Linked DNA regions of Mus musculus: region 2 is linked to region 1. A link is a contact called in public promoter capture Hi-C data. All regions are on one chromosome and are shown on one strand. Each heading gives the region's core, a stretch centred on a gene start, on an enhancer-like site or on the middle of the called end of the contact. The rest is flanking DNA. Distances are from core to core; before and after follow the strand shown. Region 1 holds the start of Hsd17b13 (hydroxysteroid (17-beta) dehydrogenase 13). Region 2 holds the start of Abcg3 (ATP binding cassette subfamily G member 3).

Region 1 (3,603 bases), core at 697-3,196:
CTATCTCTATATATCTGAATACCTTCCGTAACTCATATAAATGAAGTCAGAACATGTGTGGTTCATCTGACTACTGTAGTGCCAGGAAGCGTTCATCAAGGCCAAAAGACCACCAAGGAGCCATTTCAAATGTAATAGCATTAGGGTCTCCTTATTAAAATCTCTGGCTTGGGCCCTCCTCAAACCCTCAGCAGGACAAGGTTTTATAGGAAATGGAAGTAAGTGAGAGGGTGTCTATCCTGGCAAGCAACTAACTGAATGTCTATTGTAGACCGACAGGTGGGTGCTCTGAAGCAAAACTGTATACAGTCACAAATGGTCTGAAAGTACATCTGAAACAATCTGACTGATATTTGATTAACTGTTGCTAGGAAGTATCTAGGAGTAACTCTGGCCAAGAACAAGCCGTGGAGTCCATCCTGGTACATGGGTCCAGCTTGGGTTCTGCTGCAGGTCAAGTTGTCAGGCTTTTGGTTTTTCCTTTAAGATGGAGGTTGGTCCTAAGATGGAGTAGGTTTGGCCTCTCACTGTCTTAGGTGCCTCATACAAACAGATTCAGAACGTGGGAGGTTTTGTGTCTGGCTTATTTCCTTTTGCATATTATAACTGAGGATCACCATGTTGTAGCATGTATCTGAATTTCTTTCTTTAAAGGAAGAATACTATCCCATCGTATGTATGTCTGATATTTTACCCATCCATTGATGGACAAGGGTGATCTCTCCTTTTCCACTATTAGAAGTTACTCTATCCAGAATGTGTCCCCTTAATTTCTTATGCTGGAATCTAGCTCCTATTAATATAGAATGTTGGAACTTTGGGAGGTGATTACGTCACGATGGCTGTCTATGGTTTTTATAAAGTTGACCACAGAGAAGTTCCTCCTCATTCTTTGGGGTGCAGTGGCCATGAAATGACAGCTGTCTGCAAACCAAGATGCCAGTTCCCACTTGACACACATACAGCTTAGGTTACACAGACACTAGGACTGTGTAATAAGCCACCTAGCCCACAGTATTTGTCACCACCGCCCAGGCTGAGACAGTGGCAGCACTTTTAAGTTGACGTGTATGATATCTGGTCTGGTGATTTTCCCAGTGTTATGGCGAGAACTGGCTGTTTCCTATAACCTACATTCTCCTCCACCTCAGGGGTTTCAGAGGAAGATCATAACTGTGAATGCATGCGTTCAACAGCTAAGCTTTGTTGACCCATATTTTAGCTTCCTCATTTTTACTTTATATGCATGTGTGTGTGTGTGCATGTGTGTCTGTGTGTATGTGAGTGTGTGCATTTGTGTATGTGTGTGCATGTGTGTGTCTGTGTGTGTACATGTATATGTGTCATGTATATGTGTCTATGCGTGTGTGTATGTGTGTGTATGTATCTATGCATGTATGTTTGTATGTGTGCATCTGTATGTAAGTGTGTCTGTGTCTGTGTGTGTACATGAGTGTGTGTCTATGTGTGTGTGTCTCCCTCTCTGTGTGTATGTGTGTGTAGAGTTGGCTATCTCCTTCCACTATGGATTTGGGGATCATATTCAGGTAAAAGGCTTGCATGGCAAGCACTTTGACTGCTAAGCCATGTCACTAATCCCTTAAAGTTTCTTTAATATAATGTTTCTATTTCTAATTCCCCCAACCCTGATTTAACATGAATGCACACATGTGCTTGCTTGTGTTCGTGCATGCACACACACACACACACACACATTCAAATGATAACAGACCATTAGCTGATGCAATACTTCCAGAATAGCTTTGAGAGGTGAAGTTTCATGTCGAAACATGGTGCATAACTGCTTTTCAGATAACCAGGTCCAAAGGGCACATCCCACTGGGTTCCCTGACCTATGCTGCGCTTGTGTTAGAGACTGGCATCATTTCAAAAACCAAAGGTGTATCTGATTCGTCAGGGGACACAGTCAAAGTCTGCCTCTTCTGCAGCAGCCCATAATACCTGACAGGGCTCTCTGTGGAGCTCTGAGCAGAGGTGTCTGTTGTGAGAACAGAGCCATGAACCTCATCCTGGAATTTCTCCTTCTGGTGGGCGTCATCATCTACTCCTACCTGGAGTCACTGGTAAAGTTCTTCATTCCCCGGAGAAGGAAATCTGTGACCGGGCAGACCGTTCTCATCACGGGGGCCGGACACGGAATAGGCAGGCTGACTGCATATGAATTTGCAAAGCAGAAAAGCAGACTGGTTCTATGGGATATCAATAAGGTAATAATAGGTGTTTCTAACAATCTTTTAAAGTCACAAAATAACAAGGCATATGTTTCTCTAGAGACGTAACTTAGTGCTGGCTTTTCTCTGTGTTTTCCTTTTTCAAAGTTTTAATAAACTCCTGGGTCCTTTCTGGATCCCTGCGACAGGTGAACAAGATGGAACCAACGAGCTGGAGAACTAAGCCTGGGGGGTTTCATTTTGTTTGACTGGTTGGTTGGTTGGTTGGTTGGTTCTACTGTGGTGTACAACTTGATAACAAGAGACGCAGGAGCCAGAGAGCTTCCCAGCTGCTGAAATTAGGCAAGCCACATAACTTACCTCAACTTCAAATTTAAAAAACAAAAAACAAACAAAAAACTCTACCATTGGGATAAAATCTCAGAGGGAGACAAAATCTACAGGTAATGATTGCCAGCAACCAAATTGGCCAATATGCAGTTTATTACAGCTAGGGGTGACTTTTATACTTTTAGATTTTCATTTATTCTGTTATTCATTTGTTCCTTTCTGTGATAGACTGAAGCTGGGTCTTAGTACCTACCACTGAGCCACAGTACCTTAGCACGTGCCAGGCAAGCACTCTATCACCGAGCAACCGCTCAGGTTTTTACACATTTGAGGGATTGATTCTCAAAACAAACAAACAAAACCACATGAAGAACTAACAGCAGAAACCCATGGTACTTCCACTCACACTCCAGCAATCCTAAAATACTTACATCTGACCTTTTGCAGAAGAAGAAAAAATACTTGCCGGGTCCTGAGCAAGAAGGGTAAAGAATAATACTTAAGTGCTTAGCATGGCCTGGTGCACGCAGCATCACATATGGAAATGTCTACACCAGTGCCTGGCTTTCACTAGTACATTTAAGAGGTTGTTGATCTCTGTTTATTTATAAATGCTCTTAACTACCTTAAGTCTGAAAGTGTTGACGTCCTGTGTCACTTTCTCCTAAACATGCACATTCCCAAAAGGTCGTGAAAAAGATGTGCCACAACAAACTGTCTCTGGGATTGTAATCTTTGAAGAACTGGACTGGGGATGTAGCCCAGCGGTACAACAATTATCTAGAATATACAAACTAGATATTAGATCCAGTTGTGGCTGGGTGTGAGCCTCAGCACTACAAGGAAACCACAAACCGCTGCTGTCATGTACCGGATACAGTGGCTCAGACTAGAGAGACTGGGGTTTTGGTGTTTGTTTGTTTGTTTGTTTGTTTGTTTGTTGAGAAGCAGAGTTTCCAAAGCTTTCCTTGGGGTTTTGCTCGGCTTCAGGTAACCCTCTGTTACGTTTTTGCCATCTGCAGTTAACACCACTTTTCCCAGCCTTCAGAACGCTCTTGAACATAAGGAGCTAAATCTGCTT
Region 2 (3,603 bases), core at 305-2,804, 1.0 Mb before region 1:
ATCAGAACTCAAAGTTAAAGCAGAGATCTAGAGCAAATAATCAAGGAATATGGAGAAGAAAATAACACGGGAAAGGAACACCCAGGAAATGTGGGACAACATAGACAAAATGAGCCTTTCGATTACAGGCCCAGGTAAGGGAGAAGAAGCCCAAGTCAGAGGAATAGAACAGACTAACAGGATCATAGGCAAAAGCTTCCCTAAGACTAAGAGAAGGCACAAGAAGCACACAGAACACCAAATAGACAAGACCAGAAAAGACATGTTCCAGCATGTGTACACACCTACATCACACACGTACACCACACAGATCCTTAGTACCTCACCGTCACAACCGGCAAACTTCCATTTAGTAGTTATTCCCAGAAAGCGAGAGGATTCACTTAATGATACTGTCTTCCTACCAAACCAGAAAATGTAGGCTTGTAATTGAGTCTCAAAGCTCTCAGCCATGGCTGGAGAGATGGCTCCATGGTATAGAGCACTTGCTGTTCTTTCCTGAGGATCTGGGACATGGGCGGTCACAGCCATTCGTAACTCTAGTTCCCGGGGATCTAGAGATCTCTCTGGCCTCCGCAGGCACCGGGTGTGGAAGTCATACACAGACTTACAAGAGAGATTTTAGTCAGGTTTGAGGTACAACCATCTCCTTCATTTCAGGACAGGTGGCCACATCTAGAAGCTAAAACTGTAGAACCGGGCGGGGTAGGGTGGGGCTGGGAGTCGGGCGCCGACTTAATGTCCCTTCTTAATCCATGCTTGAATGTTAAAAACGTCTTGAGTACTGAAATTTTACTTGGATGACTTCAACATTGGCTTAAGGTTCGTCCAATGCTATACACGCACACGCACACGCACACACACACACAGAGCAGTCTGACCCAAGTAAACAGTCCATACTTAATCACTGTGCCCTCTTCTTGCTCTTTTTCAGATAGAGTTCGATGTTTAGGCCTGGCACACAAACTCCCAACCTCCTGTCCCAGCCTCTCGATTATAGGGATTACAATCGTAAACACTGAATTATTTCTTAATTGGTCTCTTCAGTTATAAAAAGAAGCTATAAATCAAATTATATTAAAAGCATGGGCACTTAACAAAACATATCCTTTGTCGTCCTGACCCATTGTTTGTCCTGTTCTGTGATAAGCATATATTCATCTCCTGTTTATTTTATCCCATTTGTTAAACAAAACAAAACAAAATTCAAAAACAAAAAACAAAAAAAATTCAAAACACACCACAGAAACTGTTACTTTCGCTTTGTCTTTTCCTGGATGCTGGCTTCTCAGAGTCCAATGTGAGCCTGAATTAGGGCAAAAAGTTTGCCCAGGTTTCCGGATCTGGCTGAACCCCTAGGTGAGCCCTCACCCCAAGACGCCACTCCAACCACGCCCCACAGAGACTCCCCCCTTCCCGCCCCTGCACCAGGACTCGCCCCTGCCCCTTTCCCCATGGCTTGGCCCCGCACCTGTCCCAAAGGGGGCCCCAGCCCCAGGGCTCCCCTGATTGCATCTTCCCCATGTCGCGCCCCACCCTCCCTTCCGCCCCACTGCCTGCTACTTCCTCTGCTCTCTTCGGGTTCCCTGCTCCTGACCACGACCACAGAGGCTCCAAGAGCTCTGCAGAGCAGAAGCCAGAGCCTCTTGCACCTTCCAAAGACCCGAGCTGCAAATCTTCCTGTGCAAGTAGCAACCTGAGCCCCTGCATTATCTCACAGTGGTGAGTGTGGGTGAGCAGGATGCAGAAGAGTGCAAGAGAGGGCTGGGAAACCCACTGCAGCTTCATTTGCAACTGTGAAATGCAAAGCAACTTGGTTCATAGAGGGTCTCTGTTTGGGTGGGTTAGCAGTGTACAACTTTTGATTGCCAAATGTATGAAGGCAAACACAGTTGGTGTTGGGCAGGTAAAAGTTTTACTGGTAGCAGAGATACCAGAAGTGCATGAGATATTTGTTAACACCGTTACTTTAAGGGAGCTGGGCAGTTTATAATTTTTTCTTTATCCCATGATATGAAATTTGTCAGGCAATCTCTAATTCGATATACAGATATTTACCAACTTCTTGCGACTCTTCCTCAGATAGTTCAGAAAAGGTTTCAACAGACAGAAAAGTTAAAGACCAGAATTATTAGACTGCAAACCTTTTAGTGGATTGTGTATCTATAATCTGTTTTATTTTCTTCCCTAATACTAGAAGTGTGGTCACTCCTTAGGGTGTTAACATGTGCCTCGCCAACTTAGTGTGTTCTCTTGCATCAATGTGCACTAAGACACAAACACATGCAGAACGTATTTTTGCATGTACCGTGGTTGAGCATCCGTGTAGCATTTGAGAAGAGAAGAAATATCATAAGCAGAAATAAAATGCAAACTAGAATGGAGGGCTTCCAGAAGCCATGGACATGGAGAGATCAGAAGGGGCCCAGTGCACTGAGGGACCCTCCAAGGTGAAAGTTGCATTTTTAGATGATTGATTTGTTTTTGTTTTGTTTTGTTTGTTTGTTACATGTATGCAGGTGCTCTGCTTGCATGTCTGGAGCCCACAGAGGCCTGTGAGGGCCCTGAAGCCTCTGGATCTGGCGTTGTAGGTGTTGTAAGTCCCTCCCTGCATTATGCAGGCGCTCAGAATAGGAAGAGTATGTGCTCTTAATTGCCGAGCCATATCTCTGGCCCCTTAAGTTGCTTTCCTGTGACCATAACAAGAAGGGGTTGCTCAGCCCCACAGCTCAAGAACAATAAGGGAAGCGCATTGCTTTTCAGAGAGGCTTTTGCCAGTTTGCCTTTGAGGGAACGTTCTTGCATGTGTTAATTTGGGATGTAGAAGAGACTCAAAGGAAGACTATGCTACGAACCATCCCATGATGCCAGCAGCAGCACTCATGCCAGGGTAAACTGTGGCTGTCATTTTCCTTACCCTGTGTGGTACAGACAGGTCTTACCTAAAGACAAACTGAGATGTCCTATGCAGTTAGGCAAGTCTCATGTTCTGGAAGTATTTGGTAAATACTTACCTTGTAGTCGCATTGCATATACTTTGGGGCACCATGTGACATTCAGTACATGAAAGCTATGATCAGTTCAGCACAATTTTCCTGTCATCACAGACAGTTTGTTGACTATTTTTTATTTAAATTTAGTTGTAGTTAAAAACTGTTTGAAGTAGGAAGGCTTAGAATGAGCTGCTTAATTAGAATTACTTAATTACTCCATTGTGTAAATATACCACATTTTCTGTATCCATTCTTCTGTCCCTTCAGCTTTTTCAATCCATCCCTTAACTCTTTCATAGAGGTCCCTGACCTTAGTCCAAGGGTTGGCTGTAAGTATCTGCATCTGTCTCAGTCAGCTCTGCTGGTAGAGCCTCTCAGAGGACAGCCATGCAGAGGGGTAGGGGCATGAGGTGAACAACTCTGGGAGGGGAGACCAGGAGGAGGTAACATTTGGGTATAAATGAACAAAATAATTAATTAAAAAATTATGATGACCTCATCTTGCATGACCTGCAGGATATGACTGAGAGACCAAAGAAGAACTTTTTTATTAGAGTAGAATCCTGAACTACAGACTGAAGACAGGAAACTTGTGTCCCCTGCCAGCAAG

What was found. Promoter capture Hi-C pulls out the DNA fragments that hold promoters and counts their contacts.
Region 2: a promoter capture Hi-C map of pre-B cells shows a contact between it and region 1, with 5 times the contacts expected there. The contact joins the promoter of Abcg3 here to the promoter of Hsd17b13 in region 1. A contact is called at or near these places in 2 of 39 promoter capture datasets (pre-B cells and stem cell-derived epiblast-like cells) and 1 of 115 datasets of contacts at active chromatin or transcription factors (large pre-B cells).

Annotation. Positions count from the first base shown.
Region 1 is chr5:103,975,731-103,979,333 of GRCm38.p6, reverse strand. Hsd17b13 (hydroxysteroid (17-beta) dehydrogenase 13) reads left to right here and starts at 1,946. Exons shown (of 7, transcript NM_001163486.1): 1 at 1,946-2,228. The coding sequence starts at 2,019.
Region 2 is chr5:104,980,668-104,984,270 of GRCm38.p6, reverse strand. It overlaps Abcg3 (ATP binding cassette subfamily G member 3), which reads left to right and starts at 1,554. Exons shown (of 16, transcript NM_030239.2): 1 at 1,554-1,722.